2 separate regions of the Mus musculus genome follow, and region 2 is linked to region 1. Evidence: chromatin contacts called from public promoter capture Hi-C data. All regions are on one chromosome and are shown on one strand. The core of a region is the stretch at or near the end of the contact, and the rest is flanking DNA. Distances in the headings are between cores, read along the strand shown.

Region 1 (4,390 bases), core at 1,073-3,572:
CTATCTATCATGAATAAATGAACTCTAATTGTGAGCAAAGCTAAGAAAGAACATGCATTCATGTGTAACGGGTGGCTCTCTCACGCAAGAGACCTCAGAGCATCCAAATGGTTTTTTTGAATGCAGCCAACTAAGAAAATAGGAAGAAACTTAGACAGGATATGAGCTATGCTCAGTTTTGATTCTTAAAAAAATACTCTAAACCCAAGCTAAAAACAATGGAGACAGTACTATAAAAATATGTTTGCAAGATGGCATGGCAGCTTATGCCTATAATCCCAGCACCTAGAAGGCTGAGGCAGGAGGATGGCTGCAAATATGCTGGGCTACGCAGCTCAGGCTAGCCTGGGCTACACAATGCCAGCCCACCAAAGGTTTGGTTCTTTTATGGCTTATATACATTTCTATACACTCTCACATTTACAAACCTGAAATGTATCCACTACTCGGTGAAGGAATTCAATGACAAACAGAGGCGGGACCTCTGTCTGGATTACAGCCACAAAGAAGATCTTGTGCCGGTAAACACTCAGGAGGTAGTGGTGAGGGGTGGGGATGACCGGAGGCACATTTTCTGCCTCGGTAGCTCTCTCTTGGGCCTCGAAGAAGTAATCACACACAGAGCGGCTGACCACACTTTTCCAGTGTTTCTCCAGGAAAATATCTCCGGAAGAGTTAATCAAGAAAAGGCTGTGAATCATGGTGGAGAGGCTGGTGGGAGAGGAACGCTGGTTCAGTCTGCGAGCCTCTGGATTCAGCTAGTTTTCAACCCTACAAACAAAAGAGACTGGACTCATTTTCACTGAATTAAAACAACCTTATTTTCCAGAGGTTCGAGGATCAGGCCCAAGTCCTCTTCCCATTGGTGCATTCAACTTTTTGATACTGCCAACACGACACTGTCATCCACAAAAACACCCTCAGGAAGCATACAAGTCACAAAACGAGATGGGAAAGCAAATGTCCCCATGACTTAAGGAAGTTTACCGTTTTGTGTTGGGCAACGTTCCTAGCTGTCCTGGGCCACATGTGGCCTGCAGGCCACCGGCCAGACATACCTGCTACTATTACATGAGCCCTAAGGATTCTTCCCTTGAATTCCCAATAATAACTAGCAGCCAATTTGTTTGTCTGTTGTAGATTTTCAGTTCTCTGTTATTATTGCCCGAGTTAGATCCACTTAAAACACTAGTTTCAGGCTTGTGAGATGGCTCAGCAGGTGAGGCTTGCTAACGATCCAAACAATGGGATTCAATTTCATTGGGACTCATAACATGAGAGAAGAGAAGTGACAACCTGTTGTTCACATGGGTGCACATAAATATACTTAATTTTCTTTTAAATCCGACTTTGCCAGGCACTTGGGAGCTAAGACAGGAGGATCACAAGTTTGAGACTAGCCTGGGTTACATAACATGATCCTGTCTCAAAAAAACAAACAAAACAAAACAAAACAAAAAAAATCTAGATGAAATAAACAAAGATGTTAGGCACTATTTAAATGGGTAGTGGGCATTTGAAAAGAGGCCGATAGTACTGACATATACTGTAAGATTAGAGACTGGACAGCTTCGGTTGGGAAAAAAGACTCAATTTTAAATATCTTACCACTTATTTAATACTGGTAATATGTTTGGGTCAAATGAAATATATTAAAATTTAACTTATCGTTAGCTTACCACGATTCCTATTCGAAACAGCATATGTGATGTGCTTTCTACTTCTCCTGAGCAGAGCCAGCCCCTGGAATCTTTGCCACTGTGATCTTTACTCATTCACTAAGGACCTATTCTCTGAATTATTTGTGCACAAAGCATTCCGCTGGATGCTTAAAAAAAAAATCTCTGGAGACACCCTAGTTTGTCTACAGTGACATCTCCAGGATGAGGCAGCTTTGCTGCACCCAGGGGTGGCCTAGAAGCGAACTGACTTGAGCTAGCACAACTGGTCACATTGCTAAGACCTGTTTTCCTAGTGCCCCAGGAGAGAGTCCAGATCGTCGGCTGCCAAGACAGCCATCGAGAGGTTGCAGCCCAGCAGCCTGCAAGCCTAGGGTATTGGAGGCCCTATGGGCCTTGGGGCTCCAGCCTGAAAACTGTCCAGAAGCAGGGACCCTGGTCCCAGAACTGTGCACCTGCGTTGCCATGGCAACGGCATTTGTAGCCCGGGACTCTTCCCGTACCTCTCTCCCAGGCGACGCCCAACGCAGCCCTTCCCATCCGCGCGCGCCCAGCCCAACCCTACCAGCTTCGACCAGGTCTCAGGCTCCGTTCCGGCTCCGCAGCGCAGTCGCGCTGCGCAGTGCTCCTTGCACGAAGGCTCCGCCCCCTCCTCACCGCTCTCACGTTGATTGGCCAGCCGCTCCCCGGCTGCCGCTCCTGCGCTCTGATTGATCGCCGTTCGCTTGCTAGGCTCTAGCATCCGATTGGTCTTTATTGAAGGTCCGGTAACCTTCAATTGGTGTAGCTCTGAGACTCCAAGCCCCGATTGGAGGATGAAGACAGTCGGTCATCCAGTCACAAAGGGCCTCCGGGGAGCTAGAAAGTGACCGGAAAGGTAAAATGATTCCCGGGATGCTTCTAATTTAATGCATCACAGATAACCAATCATAACTAACCTCCATTACACAGGTGCACTTAAAAAGCGACTGCTTGCCGGGCCTGTGGCGCAGGTCTTTAATCCCAGCACTCAGGAGACAAGCAGAAGTATCTCAGTGAGTTCGAGGCCAACCTTGTTGTCTACACAGGGAGTTCCAAGCCAGCGGGAAAGAACCGGGAAGAATAGAGGAAAGGAGGGGAGGGGAGAAGACAAGAGAGGAAAGGAAGGGAGAAAAGTAGAGACGTAGTGGGGAGGGGGGAGCAAGGCAGAGAAAGAGTGACAGACAGACAGATAAGACTGACTTCTCCTTCCAGACTCTCAGTTCCCAGATCCGATAATGAAGGTGTTGGGGCAGGTCTTTGAAACCACCTTAAATTTAAAGAGATCACAGGTTACTGTGACTCGGGAAAGTGTGAAGCAGAGATCCGATGGAAATTTTATCTTCAGTTAGATTAAAATGAGGCATTCGGTAAGATGAAGTGTGAAGGGGGTTGCAAAAACTGCTGGGCACACTGTAAGATGAAATGACAAACTGCGGTGATGACGGTCGTGCCAATCTAGATGAGTCTCCGAAAGGTCTCTGGCAGTACCTAAAAACAAGAGGCCCTACCTCAAATCAGATGGAAGGTGAGGAGTGATATTCTGACTCCTACAAGTGTTTCCATGCACAAATGCAAACGCGTACCTCATACATGCAAAAACGGGTGTGTGTGTGTGTGTGTGTTTATTTTCCCTTTCGTTTTGTTACTTGAGACAGTTTCGCTGAACAATTCTGGCTGGCCGGGAAGTCTCCAGATCGGGACAGCTTTGAACTGTTTCCCTCTGCCTCCCGCCTCCGGAGTGCTGGGATTAAAGGCTTGTGCTGCCCACCTGGTCGCTACTCACCCGGGGCCGGGCGCGCGCGGGGGAGGGGTGTGAGAAGAAATTTTAAAAATAATTTCAAAGCTTAAAAAAAAAAAAAAGAACGATTTGTGACATTGCCTCATACGTCCCGTTTGAAATTACAGAAGAAATAGTCATCAAATGAGAAGATTTCCGGAGGAAGAAAAGAGATTGGTCCAAAAAAAAAGAAGTTTTCAAATAACATACTTAGTTTCTAAGTAGTTATTTAGATAAAGATTACTCTCAGAAGCAAACCAAACCTCTGCTTTGCAAACATTTGTCTACTGTGTGCCAGACCCAGCTGCTTCCTGTTCATCAAATGTGGGTTTTTTTGTAGCTAGAAGTGAAGACCAGAAAAACTTCCTCTGTCAAGTCACCTCCTGGGTTTCCTTTTCTCTGCGTGGCTTACTTAGCATTGCCTGAGTGTTACAGGTGGCCTTTTTATCATTTGAGAATGAGTTTTCAAGTTTTGTTAAAAGTTGACTCAGTGAGATGTGACGCAGCTGCCCCAGAATTCCCTTCAGCATCTGCCTTTATTAAGTACAATGTAAGGAAGACCGTGACCACTCCCTCCCACAGACCAGACGCGGAAATGTGACTTTGTATAACTCGTCCTATGCTCCTCAGCACACAGACACCAGCCTATTTTTCTCTGCACACTGTTCCGCCTTCTCTCTCTTGATCTATTCTCTTAGGCTGTACTCCCCCCCACGCCCAGTTCCCCAGACAGATCTTGTAAGCTCCATCTGTCCTCATTCTAGGATTCCTCAGACAGCTTATAGGCGTGTGGACCTATAAGAACCTCCCAACTCCCAAATTCACGTGGCAGCCAAAGATTTTTTTTTTCTGGCGCTATAGATTTTTTTTTATTTTTTAAAAAGTTCCTTCATAGAATAGACAAAGTAAATAT
Region 2 (4,425 bases), core at 1,506-4,005, 610 kb before region 1:
ACTTGGTCTTTACCTCAAGTTACTTTGTACAAAATGAAACCCTGACAACCTCGAGATGAAATGTATACCTGATATAATAAAGGAAACTACAGAACAGAAGAAAAACAAGGAAAACGCTTTGACAGGCAAAGATTTGTTTTTAAAAAATTATTTTTGATTTGCATTTCCCTGATGACTAAGGATGTTGAACATTTCTTTAGGTGCGTCTCAGACATTAGAGATTCCTCAGTTGAGAATTCTTTGTTTAGCTTTGTAGCCTATTTTTAAATAGGGTTATTTAGTTCTCTGGAGTCTAACTTCTTGAGTTCTTTGTGTAGTTTGGTTATTAGCCTTCTATCAGATGTAGGGTTGGTAAAGATCTTTTTCCAATCTGTGGGTTACCATTTTGTCCTATTGTTATTGTCCTTTGCCTTTTCAAGTTTATAAGATCCCATTTGTCAATTTTTAGAGTCTAAGCCATTGGTGTCCAAGAAATTTTCCCCTGTGTAGGTGTATTTAAGGTTCTCCCCACTTTCTCTTCTATTAGATTCAGTGTATCTGGTTTTATGTGGAGGTCCTTGATCTACATGGACTTGAGCTTTGTACAGGGAGATGAGAATGGATCAGTTTGCATCCTTCTACATGTTGACTGCCACCTGAACCAGCACTATTTGTGGAAAATGCTGTCTTTTTTTCCATTGGATGGTTTTGGCTTCTATGTCAAAGATCAAGTGACCATAGGTGTGTGGGTTTATTTCTGAGTCTTCAATTCTATTCCATTTTCTATTCCATTGATCTACCCGCCTGTCACTCTACCAATACCATGAAGTTTTTATCACTATTACTCTGTAATGCAGCTTGAGGTCAGGGATGGTGATCCCCACAGAAGTTCTTTTATTGTTAAGAATTGTTTTTGATATCCTGAGTTTTTTTGTTATTCCAGATGAATTTGAGAGATTCCACCTCACACAAATCAGAATGGCTAAGATTGAAAACTCAAACCGGGCGTGGTGGCTCACGCCTTTAATCCCAGCACTCGGGAGGCAGAGACAGGCAGATTTCTGAGTTTGAGGCCAGCCTGGTCTACAAAGTGAGTTCCAGGACAGCCAGAGCTACACAGAGAAACCCTGTCTAAAAAAAAAAAAAAAAAAAAAAAAAAAAAAAAAAAAGAAAACTCAGGTGACAGCAGATGCTGGCAAGGATGTAGAGAAAGAGAAACTCATCCATTGCTGTTAGGATTGCAAGCTGATAAAACCACTTTGGAAATCAATCTGGTGGTTCCTGAGAAAATTGGAAATAGTTCTACCTGAAGACCCAGCTATACCACTCCTGGGCATATACCCAAAAGATGTTCCAACATATAACAAGGACACATGTTCCTTTATGTTCACAGCTGCCTTATTTATAACAGCCAGAAGCTGGAAAGAACCCAGATGTCCTTCAACAGAGGAATGGATACAGAAAATGTGGTATATTTACACAATGAAGTACTATTCAGCTATTAAAAATAATGACTTCATGAAATTCTTAGGCAAACAGAACTAGAAAATATCATCCTGAATGAGGTAACCCACAAAAGAACACACGTGGTATGCAGTCACTGATAACTGGATATTAGCCCAAAAGCTCAGAATACCCAAGATACAATTCACAGACCACATGAAGCTCAAGAAGAAGGAAGACCAAAGTGTGGATACTTCAATCCTTCTTAGAAGGGGGAACAAAATATCCATGGAAGGAGTTACAGAGACAAAGTGTGAAGCAGAGAGTGAAGGAAAGACCATCCAGAGACTGCCCCACCTGGGAATCCATCCCATATACAGTTACCAAACCCAGACACTATTGTGGATGCCAAGAAGTGCTTGCTGACAGAAGCCTGATATAACTGTCTCCTGAGAGGCTCTGCCAGAGCCTGACAAATACAGAGGGGGATGCTCTCAGCCAACCATTGTAAACCATATGTAGCAGATGATGGCCTTATCTGACATCAATAGGAGGGGAGGCCCCTGGTCCTGCGGAGGTTTGATGCTCCAGTGTAGGCAGGAGTAGGTGAGTGGGTGGAGGAGCACCCTCATAGAGGCAAAGGGGACGGAGGAGAAGGGGAGATGGGATGAGGGGTTGTGGACGTGTAACTGGGACGGGGGAATATAATTTCCAATGTAAATGAATAAAATGATTAATACAAAAAAGAAAATTATTTTTTATGTGTATGGGTATATTGCCTTCATGTATATCTGTCGCATTAAATGCATGTTTGGTGCTTTATTTCCATGTCACCTCCATCTATCTGGAGCTATTGGTCATTTTTTAAAGGTGGGTGGGTAGGTGGGTGAGGTGGTTCAGCTGGTAAGGGAGCCTGCTGCTAAGCCTCATAACCTAAGTTTGATCTCCCAAGATCCACACGGTCAAAGGAGCAGCTCTCATTAAACATCCTCTGACTCCCACAGGCTAGCCCTTGCATGTTCCCGACGCACACAAACCCTCATAAAATAAACAGAATGTAATAAAAATTAGACTAAAACAAAAACCGGAGAAGAGTGTATTACATAATATGCTGGTTACAGATATATTAAACACAACCTCTGCTGTCAACACTTATTTGGGAAGAAATAAAAAAAAAGTCCTTATTTACAGCTTTTAACAAGCATGTCAACAAGTTTGGCAGTGACAGGGGAGCAAATGTGCACGCGAGTGGCAGCCGCCAGGGGGCGCCGCCTGTCCGTGTCGGGGCGCCCCACCCCCGCCGGCCACCAGGGAGCGCCGCTCGCAGCCCGGGAGCACCGGCGAGCGGCAGAAGCCGGCCGGGTGGCGGCCATGGACCGCTTCGTGTGGACCAGCGGCCTCCTGGAGATCAACGAGACCCTGGTTATCCAGCAGCGCGGGGTGCGCGTCTACGACGGCGAGGAGAAGGTAGGGAGGAGGCCGCGCCGACCCGCGGCCCTCGTGCTGGGCAGGGCCTCACCCTCGGCCCTGGGGCTACCGGCCTCGGCCCGCCGCTCCAGCCGCACGGTGGACAGCGGAGCCGGGGCGCGGGCGAGCGGAGGTCTCGGCGGGTCGCAGCCCGGGACGGTACAGTTCCGCCTTGTGGCGAGCGAGCGCGCCACCGGAACGCCGTCCCCACCCTCCTGCTGGACCGGTGATGATTTGTTCTGGGCTGAGCCGGGGTCCCTCGCCCGGAAGGATTTCCGAAGGAGGCAGCAGGGTCCAGCCCCATGGGGTTTTCTGCTTGCTTTGTAATTACTTTAGGAAGTGGGCTTGAGGCTTCGTGTTCTGTTCTAGGAAGTCATGCAGTGAGCCCTTGCCTTGGAATGCAAGCTTAAATCTTAAGAGCCGGGCTCGCGAAGGATAAGAGAAAAACAACGAATTCATGTATTCTGTGCCTGGAAACCACATGCCATCTTGTCCTGAATTAAATGTACGACCTGAAATCAGGAGTGGCAAAAGAGCTCGCGTCCCCAAAAGCACTTTTAGTCTCCAGTTTTCACTTGAGGCATTCTGTCTTCCTCGCTGTGGTGGAAATGAAACCTCCCTCGCTCTGGAGTTTGATACACCTAGTCAGTGCTTACAGCTAACCCAGGTCCGCTCTGACTTAGGGTATTTTCCTATTGTTTTCGAGGCAAGCTCTTATCCGAGACTGCTTCAGTAAAGTTTGATTTACTTTTTAAGTAAACTTAGACTGTTCTGGGTTTGAGTAGCAAGTAAAAACCAGCCTAACTGGTCTGTCAGGTTGAGATAATAATCCACGGGAGACCCCAAAAGGGAACGATTGAGCAATCTCTTCACTACAGCAACAGCCTTTCACATTCCCCCTTGCTCCTTGACACAGCAGTGGTACAGACTCTGGCTTGAGCTTTAAATGTATAGCCTAAGCTTTGATTTCTAGAGGAAAAATGCAATGGTTCTTAGAACTGTGTGATCTACGGGCACATCGTGCACTTTCTCCTCTTTCTTTCTGTCTTTCTTTCTTTCTTTCTTTCTTCTCTCTCTCTCTCTCTCTCTCTCTCTCTCTCTCTCTCTCTTTCTTTCTATAGGGTTTCTCTGTATAGGCCCGACTGTCCTGGAACTCACTCTGTGGAACGGGCTGGCCTCGAACTCAGAAATCCGCCTGCCTCTGCCTCCCAAGTGCTGGGATTAAAAGAGTGCCCCACCACTGAGCGGCCATCGTGCACTTTCAAGTTAACATTTGTTTTGGAAATGTGAATTTTTACTAATTAACAAAAAAGAGATTCTTAAATTCGGTTGTTTGGTTTTGTGTAAGTCAGATTGGCTGAGACACTTAAAGTTAGGCCAAATTACATGCTAGAAGTACTTGAGCATGACGTCTTTTTATTTTTAAACATTTTCCTCGTTTTTAATTATGTGCCTAACATGTGGGTCTGTAAGAGCAGCTGTCAGCCTAGGCCAGAGGTATCAGACCCCCCTGGAGTTGGAGTTAAAGATTGTTGT

The links. Promoter capture Hi-C pulls out the DNA fragments that hold promoters and counts their contacts.
Region 2: a promoter capture Hi-C map of pre-B cells shows a contact between it and region 1, with 4 times the contacts expected there. The contact joins the promoter of Vps36 here to the promoter of Ap3m2 in region 1. A contact is called at or near these places in 4 of 39 promoter capture datasets (liver, neutrophils, pre-B cells and 1 more), 4 of 484 Hi-C or Micro-C datasets (Th1 cells, embryonic stem cells and erythroblasts) and 5 of 115 datasets of contacts at active chromatin or transcription factors (astrocytes, double positive thymocytes, effector CD8 T cells and 2 more).

What each region holds. Positions count from the first base shown.
Region 1 is chr8:22,803,332-22,807,721 of GRCm38.p6, forward strand. It overlaps Ap3m2 (adaptor-related protein complex 3, mu 2 subunit), which reads right to left and starts at 2,323. Exons shown (of 9, transcript NM_029505.3): 1 at 2,245-2,323; 2 at 429-771. The coding sequence starts at 701.
Region 2 is chr8:22,190,078-22,194,502 of GRCm38.p6, forward strand. Vps36 (vacuolar protein sorting 36) reads left to right here and starts at 2,756. Exons shown (of 14, transcript NM_027338.2): 1 at 2,756-2,889. The coding sequence starts at 2,794.